Regions from separate parts of the Mus musculus genome. Here all the other regions are linked to region 1. The links are chromatin contacts, called in public HiChIP or PLAC-seq maps. All regions are on one chromosome and are shown on one strand. Each heading gives the region's core, a stretch centred on a gene start, on an enhancer-like site or on the middle of the called end of the contact. The rest is flanking DNA. Distances are from core to core; before and after follow the strand shown. Region 1 holds the start of Tpp2 (tripeptidyl peptidase II). Region 2 overlaps Ercc5 (excision repair cross-complementing rodent repair deficiency, complementation group 5). Region 3 overlaps Gm8251 (predicted gene 8251).

Region 1 (4,114 bases), core at 432-2,931:
GGTTGTGAGCCACCATGTGGATGCTGGGAATTGAACTCAGGACCTTCAGAAGAGCAGTCAGTGCTTTTATCCGCTGAGGCATCTCTCCAGCCCTAGAATAGCCTGTTATAAATGGAAATATGTCTAATTCTCATCAAACTTCTAGGGAAAAGCTGCCTTTTCTTTCCTCCCTTCCCTCCCATCCCATTTTTTGTTCATTTTAATCTTAAGATTTACTCATTGTTTTCATCAACTTTGTAATTGTAAGTTAACTTAATCCAAAAGAAAAAATTAACATTCTGATCCCAAGAAATTCTTTCAAGTTACAATTTAATATATTTTAATATATTTGCTCATAGAGCAAAGTATGAGGAGTCAATGGAAATGCTGTGGTTTGAAACAAATGGCATACACGGGATTCTAGGAACCTGCCTCTTAAACTGGAGACCATAGAAATGCACAGGGCCCATGATTGAATAGGAAAAAATTATTTTCATCCTCCACATGTTCTTAATTATGAACACAGGCAACCTTTGTTATTAAAGTGTGTAGTTTAGATATATTCAAATGCCATTTACAATTGTTTTCCAATTTAAAAATAACATTAGTTATTAGACTTGACGATGGCTCTGTTATTTAATTTTAAAAAGAGCACACATGTAATTACTTACATATATGAAACTATTGCAATACAACAAAAATTAAGTTGTTATAATTCTTTCAACCGTCTACTTCCTGTATAATCCTATATATTTCATCTTATGCATTTAAAGACATCTCTGTGGTAAGGTGTCTTGAGTTTGTCAATGGGATAATTAAGATTACTCTGGGCGCCTTCTTGCTGCTGGGACTTTTGGAGTAGACACAGCAGTCGCTGCCACTAAAGAGAAGAATTACCACACTTATGGCTGTGGTTCGGTGCTCAGTATTTCAGAGGCCTCCAGGCAGGCTACACACTGAAAAAACGTGCAGAATCTCTCACTGGTACAGAGTAGATTTGTCACAAATAGGAAAATATTAATTCACCCCCACAATATTCTTAATTATGAATGTTGGCAACCTTTGTTACTGGATAATCTGTGTAGTTTAAATTTCAAATGCCATTTACGATTGCTGTCACTGTGCATCCTAATGGGAAAAAAACCCCGCAAACTATGGCTCGGTAACTGTGTTACAAAGAGGAACTTCACTGGAGAAAAGGCAGGTATTTTTCTGAAATTCCGGATGCCAAGGGTAAGTAAGCCACGAAGACAGGAGGGAGCTCATTTCTGTCACGTGTTTTGCTTTGGGGACTCTGGCGACAAAACAGCCGACAACCCACTTCCTGTTGACTAAACAGCACCTCACCCTGCCAGAAAGGCCGGGCCGCTAAATCTGAGACTTCCGCGCTCGACTTTACAGGCTTCCGGTCCGCAGCGGGTTAAGCCAACCTCGGCGGCGTCGCGAGGATCCCACGCCTCAGGCAGACAGCCCGTTCCTCTCGCTGCTTCTCACGGAGAGTGACAGCTCGGAAGGCAAGAACCTCCCTCCAGTGCGTTGTCATCCGCAGCAGCGCACACTCCGTTCCAGCTCTGCAGCCTGGGTAACATTCCCTCGTCGTGACTCGTAGCGGCGCCGTTAGCTTACGTTGAAGCGTATGATTGGCTAGACACCTCTGACCGCACACGATTGGGTACTGGTGGCCAGGCTCCGCCCCTTCCCCACCTCCGTCCCGCGGTAGCCGGGTGTCCTCGCGCCGCTCGTCCGCGCGCTGCCTGGCAGTTTGCCTCTTCCTCGTCTGTCCTCCAGCTTGCGTCCATGGCCACCGCCGCGACCGAGGAGCCCTTTCCTTTCCACGGTCTTCTACCAAAGAAGGAGACCGGGGCCTCCTCCTTCCTGTGCCGCTACCCGGAGTATGACGGGCGCGGGGTGCTCATCGCCGTCCTGGACACAGGGGTCGATCCCGGGGCCCCGGGCATGCAGGTGAGGCGGCGCCCAAGGGCCCGTAGCCCAGAGGGCCGAGCCTGGAACAAGGCGGGGACCGGACGGGCCGGGGCGGCCCGGACAGCTCTGGGAGACCTCCAGGCCCTGTTCCCTGTCCACACAAAAGCGGTGTGGTCAGCGTGGCTGTTCGGGATCGGGGGCCGCGGGGAAGCTTTGCTGGTCAGCCTGGGCGTTCCAGGCCCCACACCTCTTCAGGGTCCGCACCCGACCTCGGCATGGGAAAATTTTACAGTTTTATAGGTCTGGGAGGGCGCGGGAGCGTGGGGGGCACCAACGATAGGGGTAACAGCCTTGAAGAGATCCTTAGTGATGTTTAAGAGATACTCGTTTTGGCAAGGCCAGCAAAGTGAGTTCCCAGAATTCGACCCAGTCCGCTTCCGGAATGGTTTCTTCTGATACTTTTGTTCTATTTTTAAGTTATTTGCTGGTGTTTGTTCAGGGTCCTTGAAATCTTTTGGGTTAGTCTTTTTTTTTTTTTTTTTTTCAAAGGGCCCGACTAATTTGTTTCGGGCGAACTTTTCAGGCCTTATAAAATGTGCATTTTAAACGAGAGAACATACTTTGATTACGACTTCCTAAAAATGACTTCATTTCCTTTATTCAAGTTAGAAGTCTTTAAGAGCAGGGACCTTACTGATGTTAAAAAAAAATGCCTGAATAAAATGTATTCTGTGTTTAAATAGCCTCTTACTAAAACCCCCTCATAAGTACTCTCTAACCTTTGTTGAAGAGCTTATCTGACTAAAACTAGAGTTTATTTACCCTCTTTTCGGTCCGTGGTCAGTTTATCAAATAGATAGATTAGATCACATTGATACCATCTTATCCTTGTTCCTCACAAAAGAGGGATACTAATTCCTCTCCTCCTAGCCCTTGATTTGTTTCCTCCAATCTTTAGTTTTCTCATTGTGCTGCCTAATAATTGACATAAATGGATGGGAAGGTAATTGACGTACATGTTAGAGGTTATTGGAAAGGATAGGAAAGAAGCCTGTGTGGACACTCTGGGACTCTCAGGGAATCCTGCTTCCAAGTGTTTGTTACTTCTTCCCCTTTCTGGTGCACACCTGAGCCCTGAAGCACACAGTGTCAGAGTCTCTGATTAGAAGTTCAAGTGACTACAGTTATTTTATTAATAGTAATTGCTAAGGTTTAAAACTTGGTAACAGCAATGACACGTTGTGAATTTATTACACAGTGGAAGTGCTTCCCAATACACAGGAGTGTGTGTTTACTTTTTGTAGGGTGTGGGAGAACAACTAGGGTAAGTGGCTCACTAGTTCTTAGCGTTAGAGGTTCAGAAAATCCTGAAGATTTTGGCGTAGTACTACTCAGTGGACATTTGTAGAATTTTTGGTTCTGGTTAGAGTATTTTGTTTCTGTAAAGTAACAGTTTTTACCCCATAGGATTACTTGATAATTGAGCAGCCAACACACATGATTTTACAGTGCTAAAGTGTTAAGTACTTTTTTTTTTTTTTAAAGTCCTGAATAAACACTAAATGCTAGCAGAAGGAGTTCATGTTGGGTCATTGTCTGAAGGGAAAATATGCTTGATATTTACACAAACATTAACATTTAGTCAATAAAACATTGAACCAAAAGAAAACATAAGATCATCCAGCATTTATTCTCAGATTCTAAACATGATCTTTTGTTTAAATTCAGCAAGGAACTTACATGGGTGACTTTGATTTTTTTTTTTTTTTCTTACCTGAGGAAATTATTTTGTAGCTCTGTGTGTACATCATTAAGGTAAAAAGCAAATAGAAATAAAAAGAGAAGGAGGCCTTTCTGGCTATTTGAGTTGTCAAATGGGATCTAAGTAAAGGACTAGAGGTTACAAATGAGAACTTGGAGAAACCAGCCAGTGTCTCCTCCTTTAACTTCCTTAGACCAAGTCCTTTTTTGTCACAGCTTCTGGGTGTATGCAAAGTAGAGGGCAGAGTCAGGTGTGATAGCACACTCCTGTATACAGACTGCATGAGGAGATTAATAATTACCTAAATGTTTAATATTCTCTCAGCAACCATTCAAGTACCTAGTATGTGGCTACAATTCCATTGAATAATGAAGTCCTGCAAACTATGACTGTTATAGAGATGCAGTGAAAATGACAGGAAAACTGACTGAGATCGTGAGTGAGTTTCCT
Region 2 (4,114 bases), core at 603-3,102, 230 kb after region 1:
AACTTTCTAACCTTTAATCACTCTTCTTCATCTCACCCCCCGTTCTCCTCACTGTCATGGGCAGATTTTCCTCTCCTTCTTTCCAAGGTACTGTAGAACTCAGTTCATGGACTTAGAGCACTTCCTTGCATGTACCTCCCTTATAGCCTACATTTGGGTCCCTTGTTTGTTCAGTGCAAATCCACCAAGGTCGGAGATTTTGGAAAGCCTCCACGACTGTCTGTATTAGTCACTTTTATATTTCTGTGATAAAGCACCAAGACCAAGGCAACTGATCAATGTGTTTAGTTGGGCATATGGTTCCAAAGGGTTAGAATCTATTATGGCAGATTGATGGCATGGCAACAGGAACAGCTGAGAACTCCTGCCCGGAAGCTTAGTGGAAGGCCTAGAGTACACCGGGGATGGGGTGGGGACTTGAGGTCTCAAACCCTGACCCCTGTAACATGCCTCCTCTAACAAGGCCACGTCTCCTAATCCTGCGTTAATAGTTCCACCAACTAGATATCAAATGTTCAACTGTATGAACCTCTGGGGGTTAATCCCACTTAAACTACCGTGCTGTCCAAAGCTTTTCAGGTGATTTACTCTTCCTTTCAGCATCCTTCTCTTCCTTGTGGATGGAGTTAGGAGTTCCTTGCAGTTGCTTGCTTGCCCGTGCCCTCACCAGATGGAGTCACAGTCCTCTCATCCTCCTCACTGCTGTAGACCTTGAGCTCAGGAAATATGTTTTTAAGTATTTGTTAAAATCATAGATGTTAACATCATATTCTTGACTTACAGTTCAGAAGAGGAAGATGAAAAGCAATGGCAAGCAAGAATGGATCAAAAACAAGCATTGCAGGTACTCACATAACATGGGAATTCACAACGGCTGTTGTTACTTGAAATGATGAAAATGAGTAATGCTTATGAGGTATGATGGCTTATGAAAGTTCCCAATAAAAAGTGAAGATAACTTTAACTGTGTGTGTTTCTCATTGCACGTGTGTATATGATGTATATGTGTGTGTATATATAAAATCCACACTTACCCATGCATTCCATGCACTTGTATATTGGATTTGCCATTAATGGACTTCTTTCCTCTTTTTTTTGAGTATTTGGAGACTGGGTTTCTCTTATATTTTGGGTTGGGAGCCTAGCCTTCAATGGCTAAGCCATCTCTCTAGCCCAAGACAGGGTTTCTCTGTGTAGACCTTGAACTCACAGAGTTCAGCCTGATTCTGCCGCTTCCCATGTGCTAGGATTGTAGTTGTACAGCACCATGTCGAGCTTCATTATGTCTTCCCGTATATCCAAAGTAAGCTCTTTTCAAAACAACGGACCATTCACGAAGTAAATATGCTTCTTGAGAATATGAGAATACTTTCTTGGGGCCAAGAATATGTAACTTGGTGATAGTGTTCACTTTACATGCATGACACCCTGGATTCAATCCCTAGTGCCACAAGTAAATGCTTCTTCACTGTGATGCCTGTCACAGAGCATATACTTCTGTGTACAGATTATATAAGGCCGTATCTATCATATAAACACAATGAGTATTTGTAACAGTGACTAGGCCTAAATGGGTGAATATAAATGTAATGATGTTAACATTTTACTCTTTATAGGAAGAATTCTTTCATAATCCTCAGGCCATAGATATCGAGTCTGAGGACTTCAGCAGCCTGCCTCCTGAAGTAAAGCATGAGATCTTGACTGACATGAAAGAGTTTACCAAGCGAAGGCGAACACTGTTTGAAGCAATGCCAGAGGTAAAACACCCAGCAGTGCACAGTGGCACACCAGTGCTTAGAACTAAGAACTTGAGCAAAGCTTCACAGAAGGAAGAGAAAAATGGGAAGTGGTACTTAGAGTCTAAGTCTCTAATTTAGGTAGGTCCCAGTTGCAAGGACACAGCATCTGTGTATCTCAGGTCACATGAGACATTGTTTATGCATTTACTATAATCCATAAACCGTCAAAGAAGGCTTCTGCACTCGGTAGGCCTTTTCTTGTGTGCGTCCTCAGTACCCTGTAACATAGTGCTCAGCACAGAGCATGCCTGTCCGATAATGGCTACATTCTCAGCAGGCCACTCAGTGTCTCACATAGTAAGTGCCCAGCGCCAAATGGTTCTTGGGCTAGTTCATAAAAAGTTACTTCACACCACAACATACAGTATGCACAAAAAGTAACTAACATGGAAAATACTTCCAAAGTGGAATTCCGGATACAGGATGCGTGTTCATCGCTTTCTTTGTGAATAGTAGAAACAGGCCTGAATGTGGCGATTTCAAAGTCACAGGAAGCTGGAGCGGGGGTGGTGTACATGGCTGGGTGTTGTTGAATGTGTCCTGTTCCTGTAGCTGTTGTAGTCTTGGTTTATGCTGCCTTTGAGCATTTGGTATTTTTAGTTCCTGATGCATGAGTTCCACTTCCCTTCCTTTTGCCACCACCTGCTGTTTCCAGCAGTTCTTCTCCAACAGTGAGGTAGAATGTAAACTTAGCAATTTAGGTAGTTGTTTGGTTTTGGTTTTTGTTTTTTTAGCTTGCTGTAGACTTTAGGATGCTTTTTACTTTGGTGTCAGAAAGATGAAAAAGATGGATGTATCACTCCCTTTTGGTTTTCTATGTATTTAGGATAAGAAAATAGTAATAAGTGAATGGAAGTGATGTTATTACGTTTTTGGGTACAAGAATAACTTTGTTTTCATTTTGGGAGAAAACAATCTAGGTTCCATCTATTTTTCACGCTCATGTCTTCACAGATGTGAAGAATCATTAAGTATGACTGATAGAAATTGTGTTTGAGTGGAAAGGAGAAATATAGCCTCTAGTGGTTTTCTCTTTTTCTTTGTGCAAACGTGATGTTGCTAGGGCTAGAAGGCTGGGATGGTCCCATAAGTAGAAAAGTTCTGAGTAGTCTAGAATAGACCTTGGTATGACTTATCTATCATGTACATGGGATGTTGATAGGAGAAGATCCATGTCTTAATAGCAGGGATAGTCATGAGACTAATAATAGACTCAGTTGTAGTAAGTCAACTTTCTGATGTCTAGTATTGAAGTCTCAAGCTTATCATTTGCAGATGGGGAATAGGAAAATGTCTCATTGGATGTCTGTAGAAATAATTCAAGGTAGTTAATATAAAAGTACTTGGAATGTCCTCCATGGGAAAGGTTTTATTCATATTAACTATGATTATTAATACCTCTGGTTGATTTACTTGTGTTACCTGTGGACCAAAGACAATGCTGGAGACTTCACTTATATTCTGGAAGGTTATGTTTTGCTGAGCCACCATCACATGTCTTACCACAGCCATGTAGTCTAGTTCAGCAAATAATTTTAAAGATAAAGTATTTCATAATTTCTTTTGCTTAATTCTTTTTTTATAGTCTGTTATAATGCCATGTATGCTAATCCCAGTACTTTGGAGGCAGAGGCAGAAGGATTTGCACAACTTCAAGGCGAGCATGTTCTATATAGTGATTTCCTGGCTAGCTTGGGCGACGTATTGGAAGACTGTCTCAACAAGAACAACAGCAATAAAACAAAAAATGAAGTTGACAGTGGAACCCCCTTAATTTTCAAGTTTTATTTTTATGCTATGAAATTAAACCTTTTGAAATAAACTGGACAGTGGTGGTCTATTCTGTGTTAGTGTAAAGCAATACTTTTTATTTCCCCCTAGGAGTCTAATGACTTTTCACAGTACCAGCTGAAAGGCTTGCTGAAGAAGAACTACCTAAACCAGCACATAGAAAATGTCCAAAAGGAAATGAACCAGCAGCATTCAGGGCAAATCCAGAGGCAATATCAAGATGAGGGAGGCTTTCTGAAGGAAGTGGAGTCCAGGAGAGTGGTCTCTGAAGACACCTCACATTACATCTTGATAAAAGGTACCAGGCGCCATCATTGATTTGACAGCTTAAAAATCATGATAGGTATGCAGTGCTCTCCTGTTGTCATGCCTTCCCTGCAATGATGGGCTTCATTCTTCTGTGCCAGTCAAAGCAGAGGCAGAGCATATGGGAGCTTTTATCAAGATAACTGTGCTGTCCCATGTTATGTCGTATTCAGGTAACTACAGCTGCTGGGTGCTTGTAATTCTGATGGCCGTCC
Region 3 (4,114 bases), core at 969-3,468, 140 kb after region 1:
GCCTTGCAATATTAAGCAACCTTGAATCTTGTTTTGTTGTGGGACTCAACATTCTTTTGCTTGGAAACTCTAGTGTGCAGTTCTCACTTTTCTTTTCAGTTGACATAAGGCTGGGTTTCTGTAAAAGTTTCAAAGTTCTCAAGTTCTTTTGAGCCCATGCTTTTTGTTTAGACATGGGGTAGTCACCCTTTCTCCTGGGATTTCTATCCCAGGTATTGTTGCGTGGTATGGAGCCAATCTCAGGTTCCTCTGTATTTAGAAGTTGCAACATTCCACTCACCATGCTGCTTTGTTGGTTATTTATGTTGACCGGCTGTGCTTGTCCATCATATAGAGCTCTATCTAACTCAAAACATGTTGCTGAATTAATCAGCTTTAAACCAGATTTCACAGAATTAGGCCCTGCCATACTCCGAGAACTGAAATTGAAGTGCTGGGAACTTAGTGGGTTTCCTTTTTCACCTTGACTTTTTATAGTTTTGGTGCCATTTGAAGTAGCATCCTTGTCAGTGGGATGTGCATGACAAGATCTCTCTTCATGTACTGACTGGTTATGAAGTTCATGACTAAATCTTGTTGTCCACATTATATCCCTATTTTTTAGTCCATTACACGTGCTAACATCAAGAGACATAGGCATAGAAGACAAGCTAGCATTTAGGGCTGAAACTGCCACAGGTTTACGTTGTTTTGGTGTTCCACATCCTGCAGTAATATGTGTCTGAGAGATTGCCGCGTTACTTGCTTTAACAGTTAGATAATTGGTATTCATTTCATCTCCCTTGTCCATGAATTTTAATATCTTACTTTCTTTACATGTAGGTGTGGACAAACCCAAAGTCTCTAACATCATTGCTGTCAATTTCTGTGTTAATCTTTTATTTTTCTCCGATGTTGGGTCTTTCAATATGATTACATTAAGGCTATCAGGTAAGACACCAGAATGTACTAATAATTCAGAAATCTGTGATTTCAAGGTTTTTCGAGATAGATTTTTTCTATGACCACACTGTGGAATAGTTAATACCTTTGAAACAAATGCTCTCCTTCCTTTCATAGTTACACCAGCTGAACACATTTTACCTTGTAAGGCTTTGTATGTAAACATCTTGCTCTGTCTTTTAGATCTTGGTACCTCAAGAGTTGAGAGATTCAAAGACTCTGAGATGGTTGCTTGTAGATCATTTTCAAGCTCATCTCTATCCAATCCATCCCAACTGTTCAATTCCTGTGCCAGAGTTCCATCAGCTGGACTGTGGTATTTTGTTCTAACAGTCTTAACTGCATCTATTTGTGAGTCTTCTGATTTTAGGGAATGAAGCTTTGAAATTGATGTATAAACATCATACTGTCCTTGCGTTTTATCTGCTGACTGACTCTGCTGTGGGACATCTTGTTCCACAACGAACAGAATGTTCCTCCCTCTTTGTTCCACTACTTTATGAGAGTGAGGATCCCTGCTTGGATGTGAATAAAATACAAAATGTTGGCTCTGTTGTGGAAGTGACAGTGATACTGTGTCACCATCATTTTGCTTTTCTTCTTTATCTTGAATATCAATTTCTTTGATATCATCTGAAGTAACCTTCCCTTTATGACACATTATCTCTGACTTCATTTGCATGAAACAGGGTGTTTTTTCACTCAGTAAGCGGTTTTCTATCTTGCTGCTCATATTAATATCAGCTGCAGCACTTTTTGAAGAGGAAGTTTCATCCGCAATTTTTTTCTCCTGATATGTGTGTTTCATTTTGGTTGAGTAACATTTCATTTCCCCACTATGGTTTGAATTAATGCATGAGACTGATAGTTCCTTTGCCTCCTTTTCACTGTCACCAGTGTGTTCAACGTGTTGTCTTTCATGAAATAGATCACATTCTTTTTCAGATAATGCATTGTCCTTGGCTTTCCCAAATTTTAAAGGGGAAACACTGAAATAGGCCTCTAGCCTTTCTAATTGAAATTCATCACGGATGGGACATGTTGCAGAACACAAACTAGCTTCTGTGAGTGTTTGTGGTTGTACCTGAGTGGTGGTTCTCCATAGTTGGTTCAGTTGTTTGTCTGATCTAACAAGATTGTGGTCTTTTTCTTGATTCATACCAAATATAAAGCAAGGGCTATTTTTTGAGATCAGGAATTCTTCTGGTTTCTCTTTCCCCCCTCCTTCATAGTTCTTCATGCTAGAGAAACTACTTGCATCAGCAGAGCTCGAGCAGTGTGCATTTCTTCCATTTGGTGACTTCTCTTGCATTAGTTGCAAATGACCAAGTCTTCTAGTTCTCTGTTTTTCTGTCCATGATTTTGAGCTTCTAATTTTTTTGTTGGGCAAAATATGTACCTTGGAAGGAACAATGTCCAAACCGGCATCTGCTATGTTAGCCCTTTCCTGTGGACCTTTAATTTCTTTGTTACATTTTAGGTTTTTGCTGTACCTGAAGTTCACTATCTGTGGTAGTTTTGTTTCACTCATAGTTTTCCATCGTTGTCTCCGACTCACTGGTGTCTGCTTCTTTGATCTTAGTGTTTTTCTCTTTCCTTTAGGTCTAGAAACAAAGGACTTTGTAACGGAGTCAGACGACTGCAGGAATGTCATCTGCAGATATGTTGATGTCTCCGAGTCGTTTACAACAGGATACAAACCTAGTTCACGTTCAGAGATTCTGTTAAATTCTAAATCATCATCTATCATGTTTGCATACTCACCAGGCGAAGAGGTCCCTACTTTAGGAAATAAACTTTCAGGAACCACAGGGAAGGTGAAAGCATTTTCTGCTTTGGTAGTTTTCTGTAATTCTGGAGTGTCTAGGGGATCCATTTGGAGGTTAGCCTTTAAAGCATTTTGCAGGGCATCTTCTTGGACTTTTATCCTTTGACTGTTAACAGGCTGTTCTTGACTTGTAGAGGAGGGTGATAGGTCTGGGAGAGTTTCCTTCCTTTGATCCACATCAGCCCCCAGGTGTTGGCCAGGCTGAAATACCTGTAAAGAGGGGTTTTGTTTCCCTCTTTCAGGTTTCTTCTCTTTATTGTAGAATGCACTACTTTCAGCAGTGCAAGCAACACATAGTTTGCTTGCTAGTTCTCCTTGCTTTAGTGGAGCATGATGGAATAGCCCCTGCCTTCTGCTATCGATGGCTGCGCAAAGAGTGTTTTGATATTCAGGTAAACATGCTTTAGCTTGGCTTATCTTTTTAAACTTAGCCTTGAAGTCTAATTTTGACTTCTTTTTATTGCCTCTGATATTGAATGGTTTTGAAGCTGGTGGTTTCATCTTATTCATATACTTCAGCCTCACTATACTTCCATTTGTGAATTTTGTCTGGTCTTTTTTCTTTTTAGAACGAGGCAAAACAGGCATGCAGTGACTTAAAAGCCACAATAAAGCTTCGTGGGTAAAACCACAACTAATTTCCCTTGTATCATTTCCATTATTTGGAACATTGCTTTCTCTTGCTTGGCTCAGAGAGGTTCCCATCAGTAATTTTTCTGGTGTTGGAGAAACCAACTGGAATTCTGCAGAATTTAGGAGCTCTGCTTGTGTAGATGTGTTGTTCTTTATATTTGCAACATGAAATGAATCCATTCTTGAGTCAGCTGGCTTCTCAATTGTGTCTGTGAAAGATTCTGCTTGAAACATTTCTTCCTCCATTTTAATCTCCTTCACTGGCTGTGCACTGCATCTGAAGCTCCTCTTACTGTGAGCCCCTCTCGCCCGCAGTGCCTGCTTCACCACTTTCACACCATGGCACGATTGAACTTCTAGAGTATCTTCAGCTCCTTTTTCTTTAATAAGGGAATTGAAATTATTTCCTTTCTTTTCATCTTGGGGTTTTGGGTCTGTTATTTTGATATTTATTTTGTTATTGGAAATGCGAGACCTCTGAGGGTCAACATTCAGAGGCCTGGCTGCCAATGTTGCACAATACAGCATTTGTTTAATAATGTTTCTGAAACTGCCTCCTACTCTTCTCCTATGGATCAGAGGGTCATATGCCCTAATACAAAATCTCTGGGAAAATGCAGCTTTCTTCACTTTTATAATTTCATGTTTGACGCTGAGTACATTTTTTGTTCCTGATGATTTTTTTCTGGTTTTGAAAGGTCTTGTGGCGAC

Evidence for each region. HiChIP or PLAC-seq counts read pairs in DNA pulled down with a chosen protein or histone mark.
Region 2: an H3K27ac HiChIP or PLAC-seq map of microglia shows a contact between it and region 1, with 4 times the contacts expected there. The contact joins the enhancer-like site here to the promoter of Tpp2 in region 1. A contact is called at or near these places in 6 of 39 promoter capture datasets (the 3T3-L1 cell line, the C10 cell line, the HPC-7 cell line and 2 more), 1 of 484 Hi-C or Micro-C datasets (olfactory sensory neurons), 3 of 115 datasets of contacts at active chromatin or transcription factors (the 230-238 cell line, bone marrow-derived macrophages and microglia) and 3 of 9 other capture datasets (adipose tissue, liver and pancreatic islet).
Region 3: an H3K4me3 HiChIP or PLAC-seq map of bone marrow-derived macrophages shows a contact between it and region 1, with 3 times the contacts expected there. The contact joins the enhancer-like site here to the promoter of Tpp2 in region 1. A contact is called at or near these places in 12 of 39 promoter capture datasets (the 3T3-L1 cell line, the C10 cell line, the HPC-7 cell line and 8 more), 1 of 15 datasets of contacts at CTCF or cohesin (CD8 T cells), 1 of 484 Hi-C or Micro-C datasets (nephron progenitors), 11 of 115 datasets of contacts at active chromatin or transcription factors (the 230-238 cell line, the SCID.adh cell line, T-cell acute lymphoblastic leukemia and 6 more) and 3 of 9 other capture datasets (adipose tissue, liver and pancreatic islet).

The regions. Positions count from the first base shown.
Region 1 is chr1:43,932,313-43,936,426 of GRCm38.p6, forward strand. Tpp2 (tripeptidyl peptidase II) reads left to right here and starts at 1,682. Exons shown (of 29, transcript NM_001310540.1): 1 at 1,682-1,941. The coding sequence starts at 1,777.
Region 2 is chr1:44,160,194-44,164,307 of GRCm38.p6, forward strand. Ercc5 (excision repair cross-complementing rodent repair deficiency, complementation group 5) reads left to right here. Exons shown (of 15, transcript NM_011729.2): 5 at 784-844; 6 at 1,617-1,760; 7 at 3,684-3,891. Among named protein-coding and RNA genes, the nearest start is that of Ercc5, 15 kb to the left of the region's middle. Within about 2 kb of position 1,853, at least 22 of the 459 cell types and tissues checked have an H3K27ac peak or open chromatin away from gene starts, as enhancers often do. A contact at or near this core is called in the 230-238 cell line, bone marrow-derived macrophages and microglia, where this site is marked.
Region 3 is chr1:44,068,698-44,072,811 of GRCm38.p6, forward strand. Gm8251 (predicted gene 8251) reads right to left here. Exons shown (of 4, transcript NM_001376984.1): 4 at 1-4,114. Among named protein-coding and RNA genes, the nearest start is that of Gm8251, 9.0 kb to the right of the region's middle. Within about 2 kb of position 2,219, at least 4 of the 459 cell types and tissues checked have an H3K27ac peak or open chromatin away from gene starts, as enhancers often do. A contact at or near this core is called in bone marrow-derived macrophages, where this site is marked.